Linked DNA regions of Sus scrofa: region 1 is linked to region 2. A link is a contact called in public Hi-C data. All regions are on one chromosome and are shown on one strand. Each heading gives the region's core, a stretch centred on a gene start, on an enhancer-like site or on the middle of the called end of the contact. The rest is flanking DNA. Distances are from core to core; before and after follow the strand shown.

What was found. Hi-C and Micro-C count contacts between places; a contact is called where the count stands out from the background.
Region 1: a contact with region 2 is called in a Hi-C map of skeletal muscle, with 2.7 times the contacts expected there. The contact joins two enhancer-like sites. A contact is called at or near these places in 4 of 47 Hi-C or Micro-C datasets (liver and skeletal muscle) and 1 of 2 datasets of contacts at active chromatin or transcription factors (skeletal muscle).

Annotation. Positions count from the first base shown.
Region 1 is chr1:234,303,206-234,308,370 of Sscrofa11.1, forward strand. It overlaps LOC100524475 (transducin-like enhancer protein 1), which reads right to left. Exons shown (of 20, transcript XM_003480540.4): 10 at 4,168-4,221; 11 at 3,494-3,646; 12 at 1,416-1,560; 13 at 208-398. Among named protein-coding and RNA genes, the nearest start is that of SPATA31D1, 65 kb to the right of the region's middle. Within about 2 kb of position 1,711, at least 23 of the 83 cell types and tissues checked have an H3K27ac peak or open chromatin away from gene starts, as enhancers often do. A contact at or near this core is called in skeletal muscle, where this site is marked.
Region 2 is chr1:234,233,488-234,238,301 of Sscrofa11.1, forward strand. No RefSeq gene overlaps it. Among named protein-coding and RNA genes, the nearest start is that of SPATA31D1, 140 kb to the right of the region's middle. Within about 2 kb of position 2,679, at least 3 of the 83 cell types and tissues checked have an H3K27ac peak or open chromatin away from gene starts, as enhancers often do. A contact at or near this core is called in skeletal muscle, where this site is marked.

The sequences.
Region 1 (5,165 bases), core at 461-2,960, 69 kb after region 2:
CTTTTTTCATCCACAAAAACAGTCAAACAAAACACATTTGGCCTCAGCTTAATGAAGCGGCATGTTGATGAAGGCGGACAAGAGGGAGGCGGGTGCGGTGGGGACAGTGGGTCTTTGTCAGCAGGTTGGGAGCTGCCTACCACTGCCGCTGCCGCCGCAGCTCCCGCCCGCGCCCACCCTCGCCCCGGCCATCCCTGTCGTCCCTACCATCGGAGAGCGCCCGTAGGCGACCACAGCAGCGGCGGCGGCGGCTGCGCTCATCTGTGGTGACATGTTGTGGAGGCTGGCGTAGGCGGCGCTGGGGCTGGTCAGCTCGCCGTTCATGCCCGCGTGGGGCACCATCCCGAAGGGCGCGGGGTACGGGCCGGGCACCGCCAGGGGCGTCCTCAGGCCGGCTGCTGCAAGGAAGCACAAGCAGCTGTGACTTACCTAGGTTCAGGTCCAAGCCTGACCAATGCCAGGGTCCTCTCCAGCGCCCATCATTATAGGAAAGGAGGGAAGGCTGGGGTGGTATCCCTTCCAGTTCCTCCATAGGATCCCTTCTTCCCATAGAAATGAATTCATCTCCAGGGAAGAATGGACCCCAAGAGAAGCACTGCCCATGCACTTCCTCCTTGGTTGGAACACTTGGCAACACTGGGAGGGAAGGCAGTTTTAAGCAGTATCAGTGTACCCAATTCACAGAAGGCAAACTGAGGCACAAGTACCACCTAATGATGTGACTTGAAGGAAGGTACTCTTGATAAAATCCGAGATGTCTCCTTGAGCTCAAGGTTTCCATTCCCTGTTAACAACTCCAAATGAGAACCTGATCCTGGATTTATGTGAACCAGAGCGCAGCTTTAGGAGAATATTCTGGGGCCTCTTTTCCCCTGGGCCCAGGGTGTTACGTTTTTCCTTTCCCAGGGAGGAAGATAAAGTTAAAAGTTATGAGTTTATTCAGGGGCTGGAGGCGCCTCAGGGAAACCCTCCCAATTTCTACTGAAGGAGAGACCACTGACTCCTAAGGGATGTACCAGCAGAATGCTAGCCAACGAAAGCAAGCAAGAAGCATACTTGAGCTGGCCAGACCGGCTGTTTCAGTCAATATTAGCAAACTCAGACACACAATGATAGTTTGGTAAGGAGCTTACATGCGGAATAATTATCAGAAACTTTATTGAAGTCCCTGGGATTTGGATTATTTGGAAATGAAAGAAAAGCCAAATGTAAACAGTCGGAGACTGAACAGAGTGCAGCTGCTGAAACCCAAGGACAAACATCTGTTTCTTATCATGGCTTTTCGGAGATAGGAAAGAGGGAGGCGGGCAGAAAGTGCATTTCATATTCATGGGGAAACAACATCATGAGACAACAGATGAATCAAGTCGGAAAGGGGGAACACAAAACACAGCACACAAGAGGTGATGCCCTACCAGCCTGGTTAACGAGGGGGTCCATGGTTGGAGGCTTGCCGAGGCCTGGACGGAGTCCTGGAGTGGCACTGGTGCCCGGCGTTGGCATGTCACTCCGAGGCGTCGGTGTGCTGGATTTCAGAACAGGCGTGCTGGCTTTTTCATGCTGGTATCATTAAACAAATTAAATGAGTATTATTTTTAATCCAAGCCATATTACACAATTTATCACAACAGCAGCTGGGACACTGGGCACCTTCTAGCTACTCCCTCAGCCAATTTTCATAAATCCACACAATGTTGACAGCATTAACTTGTGAGCGAGAAATGTTGACCTTTCCTCTTCCTGCCAGAATTAAAACTCTAGCTAGAGACACAGAACATGATCACACTCCTTCCTCCGCAGATTTTATTTTAAAAAGTATTTTTCCATCAGGCTTGTGGACTTTGGATCTAGGCCAAGTGGGAATGATGACCACCCCAAGGAAAGTTCCCGGTCACTCAGAAATGAATACCCCAGTCATTCAGACTATCTGAGGGAAGACTCCCTTTCTACCCTTGCCTTTTAGCGGCAGTGGGATTGAGAGTAACAGTAGAGACAGCGGGCCATCAATTTGATGAGAAGCAAGCTAGTATCTCACAGGCAAAAGCCCTAGGACTGGTCCTATCATTTTGAGAGATGTACCTAAAAAAAATAATTCTTTGGCATTAAGCAGCACCACCCACTTGCCTAATATAAACAGTATGGAGCCAGAGTCCTCATCATGGCTCAGTGGAAACAAACATGACTAGTATCCATGAGGAGGCAGGTTCGATCTCTGGCCTCGCTCAGTGGATTAAGGATCTAGCATTGCCATGAGCTGTGGTATAAGTCGCAGACATGGTTTGGATTTGGCGTTGCTGTGGTGTAGGCCAGTGGCTACAGCTCCGATTCGACCCCTACCCTGGGGACCTCCGTGGGCCATGGGTGCAGTCCTTCAAAAAAAAAAAAAAAAAAAAAAACAAACAAACAAATATGTGTGGACCCACTGGTTCAGAGGCCCTTAGGAGTCAAGATAGTAACAGGGTTGCAGGGCATCTTCTGCATCTCAACACTTAATGTCCTTTTTTTTTTTTTTTTTTTTTGCTTTTTAGGCTGCACCCACAGCATATGGAGGTTCCCTGGCTAGGGGTTCAATCGGAGCTGTAGCCGCCGGCCTATGCCACAGCCACAGAAATGCCAGATCCAAGTTGTGCTTGCAACCTATACCACAGCTCCTGGCAGCGCCGGATCTTTAACCCCCTGAGGGAGGCCAGGGATTGAACATGCAACCTCATGGTTCCTAGTCGGATTTGTTTCCACTGCACCATGATGGGAACTCCTCAACCCTTCATGTCCTTTTAATCACAGTCTGAGAAGCGCCACCGGGTAGCAGAGAACATGGGTTAGAGCCCCAAGCTCCCTCTGACCTTGGATCTGATGAGCTGGGTAAACTTGGCAAGTTCCTTAGGCTCTCCTCCCCATCACTGAAATGGGATAATGCCTTGGGGGACTATGTAAGGACTCACTGCAGGGTTTTTGGGGTGTGTTATGGAGAGTGAAAAGATAACACACTCCTCAGTGTTTATTGAATGACTTAAAGCATGAACGGGCCTGCAGCACCCTTCTCCCTCCACCAGTTTCAGGCTTCCTCCAATGCTGCCTTGAGTACATCACCACCTGCCCAGCAACCTAATCACAACATGGCCTGACAGAATGGGTCAGTCTAAAACCAGGGGAAATGCACCACTGAAGAAATGAGGCTTTCTCAGGACCTGAGATGTTTGAACCATTTGCCAACTAGGAAGCTTCAGAAAGCCTGTGCCGGGAATACACGAGGCAAGAAGGCAATGGACCTGGAAGCTTGTTATCTCTCTCTAACCATGGTCCAAAATAGACAACCCAGAGGGAAAAAGTCATCACCATGGGGACAGAGAGCAGGACAATGAGTTTCACTTTTAAACACTTTAAAAACTTAACTCTCAATCAGTAAAAACCCCACATTTCAGATACTTTAGGGGACCTCTGGTTCCCCAAAACTACATTGCTATACAGGCAAGTGACACTTCTCATGACCTACCAAGCTCATTTCTTTGGATTTCAAAGAAGTGGAACTTCCCGAGGAGGCCGTGGACGCCGGGCTGCTGGAGGCGTCTTTCTTTAGCAGGCGGTTTTTATCGATCCCGTTTTCCCTGGGCGAGTGGGCAGGGCTTGCTCTCGGAGAAGAGGGGTCCTCAACAAACGTAAGCAAAACTCTCGTGATTTCACTTATAAGGGAGAGTATCCTTCCCTTTAACACTCTATTCCTACGTTTAATTTAATTTAATTCTATTTGATTCCCCAAAGGAGAGCAATGAACATCCTTTAGATTTGGGGAACTTGAGGGAGAACACCTTAACGCTGCTTTTACAACAAACAGGAAGGAGTTTGCAAGCACACCCATGAAGACGCCATAAAGATAAAAAATCTAGAAATAATCATATTCCCCCTCACGATCAAATACTTTCCCCAGAGGGCACAGGACAGAAAGAAGCACCAGACACCAACTTAGGAATCCAAAATGGTTAGGGGAAGCAGGTTTCTTTTTTTTAAGGAAACAAAAGTTTGTGTCAGTCTTAGGCTATTAATGCTCTGTCCGTGAACAACCATTAAATTCGTCATGTGTAAAGTTGCAAAAGACCAAAACAGTGGGCTCTACTTCCTTTCTCTCACAAGCCACTCTGAAAATAAAAGTCTGATGGAGGGAATGGTTACCTCATTAGACACATCCACAACTAAGTTGTCATCGCTTTTGTCACCATCACTGTCCTGAAAAACAGAAATTTTAGTGACACTGACTAAACGGTTTGAGGTTTAATAAATTTTTATAGTTCTTGGTAGCAAACAAACTAGAAAACGACCTGGGACACACCTACAGGTTCCCTTCCAGAGTGCCAGCCCTGGTAATTAATACCACCTTCTCCTCTTCTCACCTGACCTAGGGAGGCACAAAGCCCCAGCAGGAATTCTGTTACAGCAACACACCAGCTTATACAATCACAATTTGTATACAGATGATGACAACCTGTAAAGCTTGGTGCAAAGGCTAAGTAAACACTTGGAACAGCACAATCTCTCTTACCAATCTGAAATCTGCATGTCCTTATCTTGGAGAACTTCTACCATTAGATTTCAAATTAAGAACACAATTTCATGTCATAGCTCTTATGTATATCACCTTGAAGACTGCCAAGAATGCCAGGGTTCATGGACAATTCTTAATTATAAAGACAGACTTAAGGAGTTCCCGTCCTGGTGCAGTGGAAATGTATTCAACTAGGAACCAGGAGATTTGGGGATCGATCCCTGGCCTTGCTCAGTGGGTTAACAATCCGGCATTGCCTTGAGCTGTGGTGTAGGTTGCAGACGCGGCTCAGATCTGGTGTTGCTGTGGCTCTGGCGTAGGCCGGCAGCAACAGCTCTGATTGGACCCCTGGCCTGGGAATCTCCATATGCCTCGGGTACACCCTTAAAAAGGACAAAAAAGACCAAAAAAAAAGAGAAAAACTTAAACCCGTTTCCATGGGGTTACTAATTACTGCCAAAAAAAAAAAAAAAAAAAAAAAATCAAATAAAGCAAACAAAAAAACAACAAACAAAGCCAGCTATAGTTGGAATAACATACCAAGATCTAGCCACCTGTTAAGAATAAAGCTCTTTAGTAACCAGCTTGGACTATTCCAGAGATGGAGGGAAGACAGGATAGCACTACC
Region 2 (4,814 bases), core at 1,429-3,928:
CTTATAATTTCTTACCTGTTTCCTTTAATTTTGCTCCTCATAACACTAATTTACTCAAATGAGTATAGCAGCAAATCCCTCCTGTAGAGCTAGAAAAACAGGGAAATATCTGAATGGTTTCCTTTTTGGTGGGATGTCTTGCTTAGGGTTTTTTCTTGGTTTGCTTGTTTGTTTTAAGTTTCTGACTAAACATAGGAATAATTTGCCATCTTAAATTTTAAAAGGTTTAAAAGACATTATCCATAATAAGATAGCATCTTTATAAAAACGAACAAAGAAACTAACAAACCCTCAGCTAATGCTACTAAATGTTCTTTGCAGAAGGGAATTGAAAGTTTCCCTTTATAGGATTAGTTTTACATAAAAAATAAATAAATAAAAAATCACAGCACCAAACACGAAGATCCACAATAGAAGCACATGCCAGTTCCCAGAAATAAGGGAGATATTTTATTTTTTGTGTGGTATTGCCAACAAATCTACAAAAAAGAAAATAAAGTTTACCGTTGTGCAAATATCAAAACGGCAGTGACATAAAAATGGTTATTTAGGAGTTCCCGTTGTGGCACAGAAGAAATGAACATGACTAGGAACTATGAGGTTGCTGGTTCAATCCCTGGCCTCGCTCAGTGGGTTAAGGATCCGGTGTTGCCATGAGCTCTGGTGTAGGTCACAGACACGGCTTGGGTCTGGCGGTCTGGCGGTCTGGCGTTGCTGTGGCTGTGGTGTAGGCCAGCAAGTATAACTCCAATTAGACCCCTAGCCTGGGAACCTCCATATGCCGTAAGTGCGGCCCTAAAAAGCAAAAAAAAAAAGAATGGCTATTCTGACTAAGATAAAGAGGAACTAAATTATGGCTGGTTTGAGGATGCCAAGAGGACACTCTTACACATTCTTGCACATTCATACACCTGTATATACATATACTTGTGTGAGAGTCACAGCAACCATTATATTAGTACAAAAGTTTTCCAGATGATCTAGCCCTATTATCTGCAATTTCAGTATCTCTACTTAGTCTCTGTACATGCATAGCAATAAATCTACTATAAGCTAGTGCCCCAAGAGGGGAGGAAAATAAACATAAACCCTCTACTAAAAAGTAGTTGCTTTCTTAAGAGCAGTTACAGCAGAGATACTTTAATGACTATGAATTCATTTGGGAAGTATATTCCTCATAGCAGGAATCCTCTGTCCTCCAGTCATCTTCCTTTCCTCTCTATTTCTGAGACTCCCTGAGTCCACAATAGTACGGCACCAAAATGTAGAATTTATCCAGTGGGCTTAACTCTCAGAAAGATTGGGATCATGAAATATATCAAAGATGTTTAGCTAAGTCATAATTTGAGATGGGTGTATTTTGTAGGATTGTTTTTTTTTGGTTCAGTATAATGTAGATCCACATTTTTAAAAAAAAGCTTAACCAGGAGTTCCCATTGTGGCGCAGTGGTTAATGAATCTGACTAGGAACCATGAGGTTTCAGGTTTGATCCCTGCCCTTGCTCAGTGGGTTAAGGATCTGGCATTGCCATGAGCTGTGGTGTGAGTCGAGGACGTGGCTTGGATCCCGTGTTGCTGTGGCTTTGGCGTAGGCTGGCAGCTGCAGCTCTTATTCGACCCCTAGCCTGGGAACCTCCATGTGCCACAGGAGCGGCCCAAGAAATGGCAAAAAGACCACAAAAAAAAAAAAAAAGCTTAACCAAATATTATATATTTCCCTTGTAACAAGCCTAGGAGTAGGCCATTCTGTTCTATCTTTTCACTCTGTCATCTTTAGCATTTTGCTTTCACCCCTCCTAACCTCAAAATGGCAGCTAGACCCCCAAGCATCATATCCATGTTCCAGACAGGAAGAAGAAAGAAGTGACAAAGAGGAAATGGAAATGTCTTTATCAGGAAAACAAAACTTTCCTAGATATCCCTAAGAGAATTCAGCTTGTGTCTTGTTGGCCAGAATTAAAAGAAAAGCTGTGAGGAAAGTTACATCATGGGCTGTTTTTATTAGACATGCTGCCACCTCAAACAAATCAGGGTTCTAATGGGAAGGATAAGAAAGAATGGTACAAATATTTAATGCCAAAATTCTAGAATTTCAATCCGTGGAGAAAGTAATTAAGCTTCTCAAAGGAAAGCATAATATCATATTCACTTTTTGCTCTCCAAGTGCTGACACATAGTACATGGTCATCCAGCAACTATTTCTTGAGCCCCTATTGTATGCCAGGTGCTATTTTAGGTGCTTGGGATACACCCAGATAAAAATTCTTGTCCCCTTAGATCTTACATTCTAGCAGGCAGAGACAGATAATAAACTATAGCCACAATAAATAAATAAAGTCTAGAGTTTGTTCAAAGGTGATAAATTCTATGGAAAAAAGGAAAGTATAGCTGACTAAAGAGAATTATGAGGGGAAGGTGGAATGGACCGGTTGGAACAAAAATAACGCAAGGCTTATATATTAATTTGTTCCTTTCATTCCTCAGACCTTTTGAATTTCTAGAACATATAGTATGCTTTATCTTGGAAAAAATAGTTCATTCTTTTTTCAACTCCCATTCTTGAAAATGCTGAATCCAACTGCTGTTATTTACACAAGAAATGTCAATGACTGTGTCACATAGTGTACTGGGCTAGACATTGCCTCACACAGGGAGTACTGTTTGCAATTTACTTAAAGGGTCTAATTCCATAAGGAAGAAAGAAAATTCTGAGGGGAAAAAAAGAGCAATCCACAAAGAGAAAATGCTCTTCTGACCTGGCGCCTTTTGAGTGTCAGAGCAAGCCTTTCTGGAGAATGTGGCTCTTCAATAGGCATAATACAACTGGATTAACTCTCCTCTGCTTTAAATTATAAAAATAAGAACTACACACACACACACACACACACACACACACAAAGTTACATTTCCGAGTTAAAAAAAAAAAAATCCAAAATCAACATCTCCCAAGGGATTGGGGTTTGATTGATTTTATTTAAAGTCTGGGTGGGTTTCTGACCACTAAATATTTGCTTAATTATCCCTGCAATGAAGAGTGATGCTCTCATTAGTAGGGGTTAGAAGCCCATCTGTGTTCTCTGTCGGTTTTTTGTACAGGATTGTAAACCTGCAAATTGCATGTACAGTTGGGGAGTTGGAAAATTATAATTGCAGCTCTGATATTCATTATCCCATGAACTTGGGTAAAGCAATTTTTTTCCCCTGGGCCTTGGCCTATTTGTGCATAAACTGTAGTTAATAGTACTCTACTATAATACACAATTTCAACACTATTTTATGCTAAGCCAAAAGTCTTGCCTTGTGTTCTGCTTGCTGGCAAAAAGCAACGCTCTCCCAGATCCTGAAGCTGAGGTTATTACAGAGTCCAAAACAACTGTTGTACCATTAGACAGCAAGAGGAATCTTATCGCTTTAGAATTTGCAAACACAGAAATCACAAAGATGCCACATTCCCGGTCCCTAAAGAAAACCGGAAGTGAACACCTCTCCAGAAGGACATGAAATGCTGTGAGGTGAATTTCACGAATGTTTAGGGAAATGAATGAACCAAAGTCATCTGATAGCTACTCTCAGTAGAGGCAAATCCAGATTTTTTTTGTGAGGCCTGGAGCTTCTTAAAACATTTTGTCAGGGAGAGGGAGGTGCCCTTTAATAAAAGAAATACTTTGTATTTCTTTAGAATGAAAAAAAGTCACAACATATTATTAATTTTTTTTAATAGAAAAGATCACAAAGGTCACAAAATGTATAAAAATATGTTGACGTTTGTCCCTATCTGCTGCACCTCCATAATATTTTTTCCACATTTTTTGCTTGCACCTTTGGCTATCTCTTCATATAATTTTGAAAAGCATTTTCCAAGGCAGATTTACAATGAAACGGATGAAGCTTCAGCTTTAGGCGCCTCACTCCCATTCAGTTCCCTGCGAGGACCTATGCCAATTTTGTATTTTCCACTATTCCCTTCACAAAAGAAAAAAAAATATATGGTGTCTTTATAACTGTGTATGTTGCATTATCAGGTTATATTCCTGAGAGGAAAGAACTTCCACTTACTCACCTTCAATGAGAACCAAATTTTCTACTAAGAACTGACAATGAGACATATTTTCCATACTAGTTTCTGACTCTGTATGTTTCAAGTTTTGTTTTTTCTCCACTACTCATACCCTTACAATGCTGGTCTATGAAACTCAGTCCAACTCCTCCACACGTTCAGGATGCAACACTGGCTCAAATAGTCAATGGGCACTGGGAGGGTTCCTGGAAACCACTCCCCTAGAAGAACACCTAGGGTAATTCTCATTCTATTTTTTTTCTTTCTTTTTTTCCTATCTTTTTAGGGCTGCCTCCATGGCATATGGAAGTTCCCAGGCTAGAGGTCGAATTGGAGCTGCAGCTGCTGGCCTACACCACATTTCACAGCAACACTGGATCCTTAACCCACTGAGAGAGGCATGGGATCAAAACCCACATCCTCATGGATACTAGTTGGATTCGATACTGCTGAGCCACGACAGGAACTCCCTAATTCTCATTCTAAATAAACACCCACTATGTGCTTCTGAAGTGACTTGAACCACATAAACATATCTCACTAAACTCAGACTACATGTATTGCCAACTAAACTTGCTCTTAGCTAGATCTCCAACACATAAGGCCATTCCAGTGCCACCCGTGGAAGAGAAAGAATAGAGGAAGGATCATTTGAGTGAAAGGGACCATAATCTTTTTTTTTTTTTGTCTTCTTAGGGCCACACCCACGGCACATGGAGGTTCCCAGGCTAGGGGTGGAATGGGAACTACAGCTGCT